Linked DNA regions of Sus scrofa: region 2 is linked to region 1. Evidence: chromatin contacts called from public HiChIP or PLAC-seq data. All regions are on one chromosome and are shown on one strand. The core of a region is the stretch at or near the end of the contact, and the rest is flanking DNA. Distances in the headings are between cores, read along the strand shown.

Region 1 (3,750 bases), core at 1,069-3,568:
CCAGCCTACACCAGAGCCACAGCAATACCAGATCCGAGCCTTGTCTGTGACCTACACCACAGCTCATGGCAACACTGGATCCTTAACCCACTGAATGAGGCCAGGGATTGAAGCTGCAACCTCATGGTTCCTAGTTCTAAAATTTATAAGGAAAATTTTGTTATATTTGGCAAGCCGATTCTAGAATTCATGTGAATATGCAAAGGGTCAAGAAATTCCAAGACAATCTTGACATAATGAGACAGGACTTTTTCTACCAGATGCCAAGATTTATTATAAACTTGTTATAGAAATTAAGACAATGTGATATTTCCCCCAAAAGAAACAAAAAGAATAGATTACATTGTCTTTAAACAAACCCACACATTTATAGACAATTTATTTATTTATTTATTTTTTATTTATTTTTATTATTATATTTTTTTGTCTTTTGTCTTTTTTGTTGTTGTTGTTGTTGTTGTTGCTATTTCTTGGGCCGCTCCCGCGGCATATGGAGATTCCCAGCTAGGGGTTGAATCGGAGCTGTAGCCACCGGCCTTCGCCAGAGCCATAGCAACGCGGGATCCGAGCCGCGTCTGCGACCTACACCACAGCTCACGGCAATGCTGGATCATTAACCCACTGAGCAAGGGCAGGGACCAAACCCGCAACCTCATGGTTCCTAGTCGGATTCGTTAACCACTGCGCCACGACGGGAACTCCTATAGACAATTTATAATTGCAAAGTTGACAATAAAGAACAGTGGATGAAAGACAGACTTTTTAAAAAAATGGCGCTTAATTAATTTATCATTCACATGGAAGAAATGAAACCTGAGTTACCTCATACCATCCACAAAACCCAACTTCAGATAGATTGTAGATTTAAATGAAAAAGACAAAGTAATAACATTTCCATAAATTAATCAGGACCTTTGGTAGGAGTATTTTTTCTTGACAGGCACAAGAAACACTAAGCATAAAGATCTTTTATATTCATCAGAAGACACCAATAATAAAGTGAAAAGGCTGACCACTGAGTGGGAGGAGATATATGAAATGCACATATTCACAAAGAACTCATATCCAGAATATATATCCATAAGGAAATGGCAGACAATCCAATACAAAAATGGGTAAGAGTCTTGAACAGGCACTTCATAAAAGAGGCCATCCAAATATCAAAAAACATGAAAATGGGTTCTCATTAGAAATCTGGGACCTCCAAATTAAAATCACAATATGATACCAATAAGCCCCCGCCAGAATGGTTAAAATCAGAAAGATGTACAGTAGTAATTATTGGCAAAGATGTGTGGCAACGGGAAATCTTATAAATGGCTAGTGGCAGTACAAACTGAAGCAACCACCTTCTAAAATTGTTTGAAACTATTCTCTTAAGTTTCACATATACACAACAAACAATTTCATTGCTAGGGATAAACTTAGCATATGTGTCACAAAAGGCAGGAATGTTTACAGCAGACTATAACTAGTAGCCCCAAACTGGAAACAATTAAAATGTCCATCAGTAGTAGACAGTTACTTTGCAGCACTGCCATTAAAATGTAATACTATACAGCAGTCAAAATGAATGACAGTCTAATCTATCATAGCTGTATCTCCAAAACAATGTTGAATGAAAAAACAGTAAATTTTGACTTTGAACAAGTTAATTAATCTCCTGGATAAAATTTGTGCATCTGAGGATTGTGGTGAGGATTAAATGGAAGATTCAGTCAGATTTGTTTTTTTTTTTCTTTTTTCTTTTTAGTAGCAGTCATGGCATGAGAAGTTCCCAGGCCAGGGATCAAACCCATGCCACAGCAGTGACCAGAGCCACAGCAGTGACCAGAGCCACAGCAGTGACCATGCTGGATCCTTAACCTACTGAATCACCAGGGAACTCCTCATGTCAAGTGTTTGGCTTAATAAATATCAGCTATTATTTATTCATAGCAGGCCACATCCTTGGAAATGATCATTAAAGTATGGTGCAAGAATTCCCTTGTGGCTCAGCTGGTTAAGGATCTGGCATTGTCACTGCTATGGCTCAGGTTACTACTGTGGCACAGGTTCAGTCCCTGGTGAGGGAACTTCCGCATGCTGCCCCACCCCAATGTGGTGCAGCGAACTTACAGCATCAACTATATACACCCCTAAGAGTCTCCCCTCAACCACTTTCTCTACCTTTTCCTCATTGGGTCTCGGTCTCTTTAAGAAGTCAACCATAGCTGAAGAAAGGGGAATGCTGGGAAGGTCCACTCAGCTCAGGTTTGGAGCACTATGGGAAAAGGGGCGGAGACTATGGCTGCGCACGCTCAGTTGTCCGGGTGTTGCGTTGGGATGGATCAGGCGGAGGAATTCCAGTAAAAGAAAATAATCTTCATCCCCGAGCAGGGCCCTTCGGTTTTATTCCTCTTTTCTTCGTCGGTGTTCCCCGGGAACAGGAAGGCCACTAGAAGGTGAGCGCGGCAGGTGGCAGCGGGAGGGGCCGCACGGGGCGGGGCAGCGGCTGCGCCACGTGACGAGGCGGGCGCCGGGCGGAAGCGGAGCAGTCGGACTGGGCAGCTGACGCGTTGCGGTTTTGCTGCTGGGACGCGCTGACAAGCATATGCGGGTTGTGTTCTCACCATTCGATACAACGTTGCCGCGTTTGTACTCGGTGACCGGCGTGGGAATTACTGGTGGGGACGAGATTTTCGGAGCGAATATGACACGAGCGTCCATAGATTATTTTAACTGTGGCAAGTGGTTAGAAGTTCTCATCTGTAGTACAGGCTATTAAGCCAGCTGCCCATTTCCATGTCTGGCTTGACTGTTTGGATTAAAAACAACTTTGAAGAGCCTCTTTTTTGCTTCAGGTTTACTGCGTCCTATTTAGTACGTTTATTTTTAGGGGATGGGAAGTCTGCTCGATGACTAATAAGAGTATCTTGTTTACAAGAAGGCGATTGGAAAGTGGAGCTATGAGGGGCTCATACCAGGGCACGGCCCCCTTGGAGACCCTGAAATGTGCAGGTGGTCAACTTTACCTGTGGTGGCATCTTGCGCTCTGATGTATCATTAGGCCTTGTGCTCTGATCTAGCGTTAGGCCAAAGAGGTTGGGTGCTTAGGGAGGCTTCCAGTAAAGACTGAGTTCGAGGTAGAGGTGGGGAACTTCATGTGCCTCACTTTTAAAGGTAAAAGCTGCTGTGGGCCTCCAAATACTAATTCTCATGGAGTCAGAAACTGTATTTCTGAGTCCTTTCTTCTAAGAGCTTGGTAACTTCCTCCCACGTCTTGCTTTGCTAGTCTAATTTTCTCAGTAACTTTCAACATATAAAAGACCAATGTTTGTCTTTAAAGATATTAGGGAAGTGGGAGTTACTGCTGTAAGACTGTTTTCTTATGTGAAGGTAGCTACTAAAAGAGCAGAAGGCAGGAAGAAGAGAGAATAGTCGTGGCCCCAGAAGGGTTGTTTTTTCAAATGCCTGCTCCTGAAACCTTGTGCTCAACATAAAGCTTTTGATGTAAATAAACATGGGAAAAAAAAGAAAGAATAAACCCGAATACCAACCCTTTATGTTGTGTTTTAGGAATCCAGCTATCCATCACCAAGAAGAAATCTATTAGTTTTAGACTGGGGAATTCCTTTCCATAAAAACTTAGAATGAAAGAACCTTTGGATGGTGACTGTGGCAAAGCAATGGCACCACAGCAGGGACTTCTGGACAAAATTAAAGAAGAACCTGACAATGCTCAAGTAAGCATTTCATCTTTATTTTTAA
Region 2 (3,489 bases), core at 93-2,592, 1.0 Mb before region 1:
CAGCTGTCCTCTCTCCTGGGAATGCAGGAGGTTCTTCTCTAGTTTTGCTGGCCTCCAGGGGCTAGCCCACCCCAGCGTCCCCACCCCCACCTCCAGCTGACCATCGTGTTCCTTCCTAGAACCCTTGGCCAAGGCACTGACACAGGAAGGAGAGTCACAGGTCACTACCTCTAGGGAGGCCCCAGAATGTCTGTGCCACGGGGAGAAGAGTGTAATAATGGTTAGTCCTGCACCCTGGGGGAGAGACTGAGGGAATCCTGGGTACTGTCTTTCAGGCTGAGCAGCCGGGCCCCCCAGCCTTCCCCAGCCAGGCTGGCCATGCCTGGGCAGGCTGGTTATCATGGTGAAGGCTAGCAGCAAAATGCAGCTGCCTCAGAGCCAGACCACCAGGCCTAAGTGAGGAGAGGGTGCTCCTTGGACTCCCAGCCCAGTTCTGTCAGAATTGACCAGTCAGGGAGGGATGGCTGGAGGTGAAACCAAAGGGCTATATGGTCTGGGACTGCAGGACTTGCCTTGGTGATGGGTGAGGGTGTGGCCAGCACATTCCCTTGGTATTTCTGGGGCCTGTTTGCTGGGCTGTGTTTTTAGAGAGTGGCTGGAAGAAAGGGAATGCACAGTTACTTTGTGCCAAGTGCTCTGCATACATGTCTCACCAATCTTCACAACAACTGAGAGAGATCCAGCAACTTGCCTAAAATGGCAAAGCTGGGATTAAAATCCAGGACTGGCTGCTACCAACGCTGGTGATCTTTTTTTTTTTTTCCTGGAACCAGACTGTAGTTGTTACAGGGGAGGGAGGGGGAGAAAATGACCTGAACTTTATCAGACTGGATGTTTCATCAGGAGGCCACAGTGGTTAAGATGCAGATGCTTAGCTGCGTTTGGGGTCTGGGGACAGATGGCAATTTGAAGAGAAAGCCGTTGGCACGTAGTAGGTGGTCATTAAATATTGTTGTGAAGAAGCCAGATTTGTGTATGAGCCATAGCCAGTCTTCTGGGACATCCTGGGAGCTTCTAGCTCTGAATTGCAGCAACAGCGGAAGAAGCTAGTTTGAAAGAGGGACTTTCCAAGACCAACCCCAGCGAGAGAGGAATTTGCGGAGCATCTCTGAGTGGGGGTTGGGGGGGCAGGAAGGGGAAGTGTGGACGATACAAGATTACCGCAAACTGCTAACGCCACCTAGTGGCCATACTGCAGCCCATGGGGAGCCAGGCTCCAGGAGTCCGCTGAGCACGGGGCACTCTGGGAGTTATAGTCCAGCTACGCGGTGGCGCCAATGAGGCTGTTGGGTGTTGTAGTCCGACGTTTATTGGGCGGGAATTACCCTCGTCGGCCAGACCACGACTCCCGTGGTGCCCCGCGGCAGGCGCGCAGGCGCGGTGAGGCGGCACCCGTCAATCCCCGACGCTGTGGGGTCGCTAACTGGGTCCAGAGGTTTTAGGAGGGGTCGCCGGGTGGGTCTGTGGCGAGGCGGGGTAGGCGGCCGGCACCATGTCGAGGCAGGCGAATCGTGGCACCGAGAGCAAGAAAATGGTAACCGGAGCGTGTGATCTCGGCGGGCGGGGCGGAATGGGGGCGTTCTGGGGAAGGGGCCCGGCGCAGGGCGCAGGGCCCAACTGGTAAAGCGCCTTCTCCGAGCGCTGGGAGGGAGTGATTCCGGTGGAACGAAGGAGGAGGAGGCTGCTAGATGGGTCGAGAGTGGAGAATCGCTCGGGGCGCGTCGTGGGCCTGAGGCGGGTTGGAGGGCCTCTGGAGTAGCTCAGAGACCCCTCCCCCGAGGCCTGAGTACGGGATCAACAGCGACGACGGTAATAGCAGTAATTCCCACTGTTGCGCTCTTCTGTTAATTAGGCACTGGGCCAAGCACTTTATATCCATTATCTCATTTAATCCGCAAAGTAATTCTCACCGTTTTGGGGCTCAGAGAGGTTACATAACTTGCCCAAATTTACCGCTAGGAAGAGTTGGAATTTGAACCCATGTCTCTCTGACCCCAAAGCTCATGCTTCAGACCATAATATCTCTCACACTATGCCGTGGGCATTGCAAGAGATGCTCACATTCTGGTTTTGCCAGAAAGGAAGAGTAAGGGGTGGGTCAAAGTAGGCAGTCAGTGGTACTCTTCTCTGGCTTCTTTCTTGTCCTGGGAATATAGTTCCATAAAGTTTGGCTGCAGATGGGGGCTGGGCCTGGGAAGTAAGGTAGATGACTTTTTTCTTCAAACTAAGGGGACTTTTTGATGCGTGTTCCTTTTCTTTGGCATTTTCTTAGTTCATCCAGAATTGCCCAGTTCTCTTTGCTTTCCGATTTAACTGAGTTACTGAAGGTTGCATACAGGGCAGATCAGGGGCCCTTTGTTGACACATGTCTAAACTTCCCTCACACCTTTGCATCATATATCAGGAACAGCCACGAAAAATGGGCAGCAGGCAGCCTTGTTACTCTGGTGTAGTACTGTACTTAACTTTTTCTCTCTCAGACCCCTTTTGAGAAGTTGGTGATAGTTATGGACCTTCTCCCCAGAAATAGTAAGTAGACACACATACACATAGACATTTACTTACATTTTGGGAGGCATCTGTGGGCCCCCTGAAGATACTCTATGGACACAGGTTAAGAATTACTGTTTTGGGGAGTTCCCTGGTGGCTCAGTGAGTTAAGAACCCAATATTGTCGCTACTGTGGCTGGCATTTAGTCCCTGGCACAGGAACTTTTGCATGCTGCAGACATGACCAAAAAATAAAAATTTAATATTTAAAACATTTTTAAAAAATAAAAAGGTAATAATAGTATCTTTATAATAAGGTTTGTTTTGAGGGTTAATTGAAGTATCGTGTGTAAAGCTAGCAGTGTGATAGTGCACCTAAGAACACAACCGACAGTAAATATCAGCTAGCAAATATCCTTTTTTTAAAAAAATTTTATTTATTTTTCTTTTTAGGGCCATACCCACGACATGTGGAAGTTGCCAGGCTAGGGGTCCAATTGGAGCTACAGCTGCCAGCCTACACCACAGCCACAGCTACGCCAGATCCAAGCCACCTCTGTGACCTGCGCCACAGATCACGGCAATGCCAGATCCTTAACCTACTGAGCGAGGCCAGGGATCGAACCTGCATCCTCATGGATACTGGTCAGATTCATATCCGCTGAGCCACGATGGGAACTCCAGTATATTTTTTTTTAAAAATTGAAGTATAGTTTATCTACAACACTGTGTTAGTTCCATGTGCACAACACAGTGATTGGATATTACTGTACACCTCAAAATGATCACCACACAAGCACCCTTATTAGTAAAGATATTAACATTTGTGTGTCTGTATGGTGTTCAGTTCTTGAATCCCACAGACACTCTGGCCTGCCCTCCTGTGTGCTGCAGCTCTATTCTCCAGAGTTTAGGCGAGTGACTACTTGAGCAGCTGTACTCAGAGTCTCCATGACAGGAGGCTGAAGAGTGACAAGAGGGATGGATTCAGTCCTGATA

The links. HiChIP or PLAC-seq counts read pairs in DNA pulled down with a chosen protein or histone mark.
Region 2: a contact with region 1 is called in an H3K27ac HiChIP or PLAC-seq map of alveolar macrophages. The contact joins the promoter of TRAPPC3 here to the promoter of ZMYM6 in region 1. A contact is called at or near these places in 1 of 5 promoter capture datasets (liver) and 1 of 2 datasets of contacts at active chromatin or transcription factors (alveolar macrophages).

The regions. Positions count from the first base shown.
Region 1 is chr6:91,292,063-91,295,812 of Sscrofa11.1, reverse strand. ZMYM6 (zinc finger MYM-type protein 6) reads left to right here and starts at 2,318. Exons shown (of 15, transcript XM_021095881.1): 1 at 2,318-2,444; 2 at 3,559-3,725.
Region 2 is chr6:92,291,565-92,295,053 of Sscrofa11.1, reverse strand. TRAPPC3 (trafficking protein particle complex subunit 3) reads left to right here and starts at 1,342. Exons shown (of 5, transcript XM_005665219.3): 1 at 1,342-1,534. The coding sequence starts at 1,493.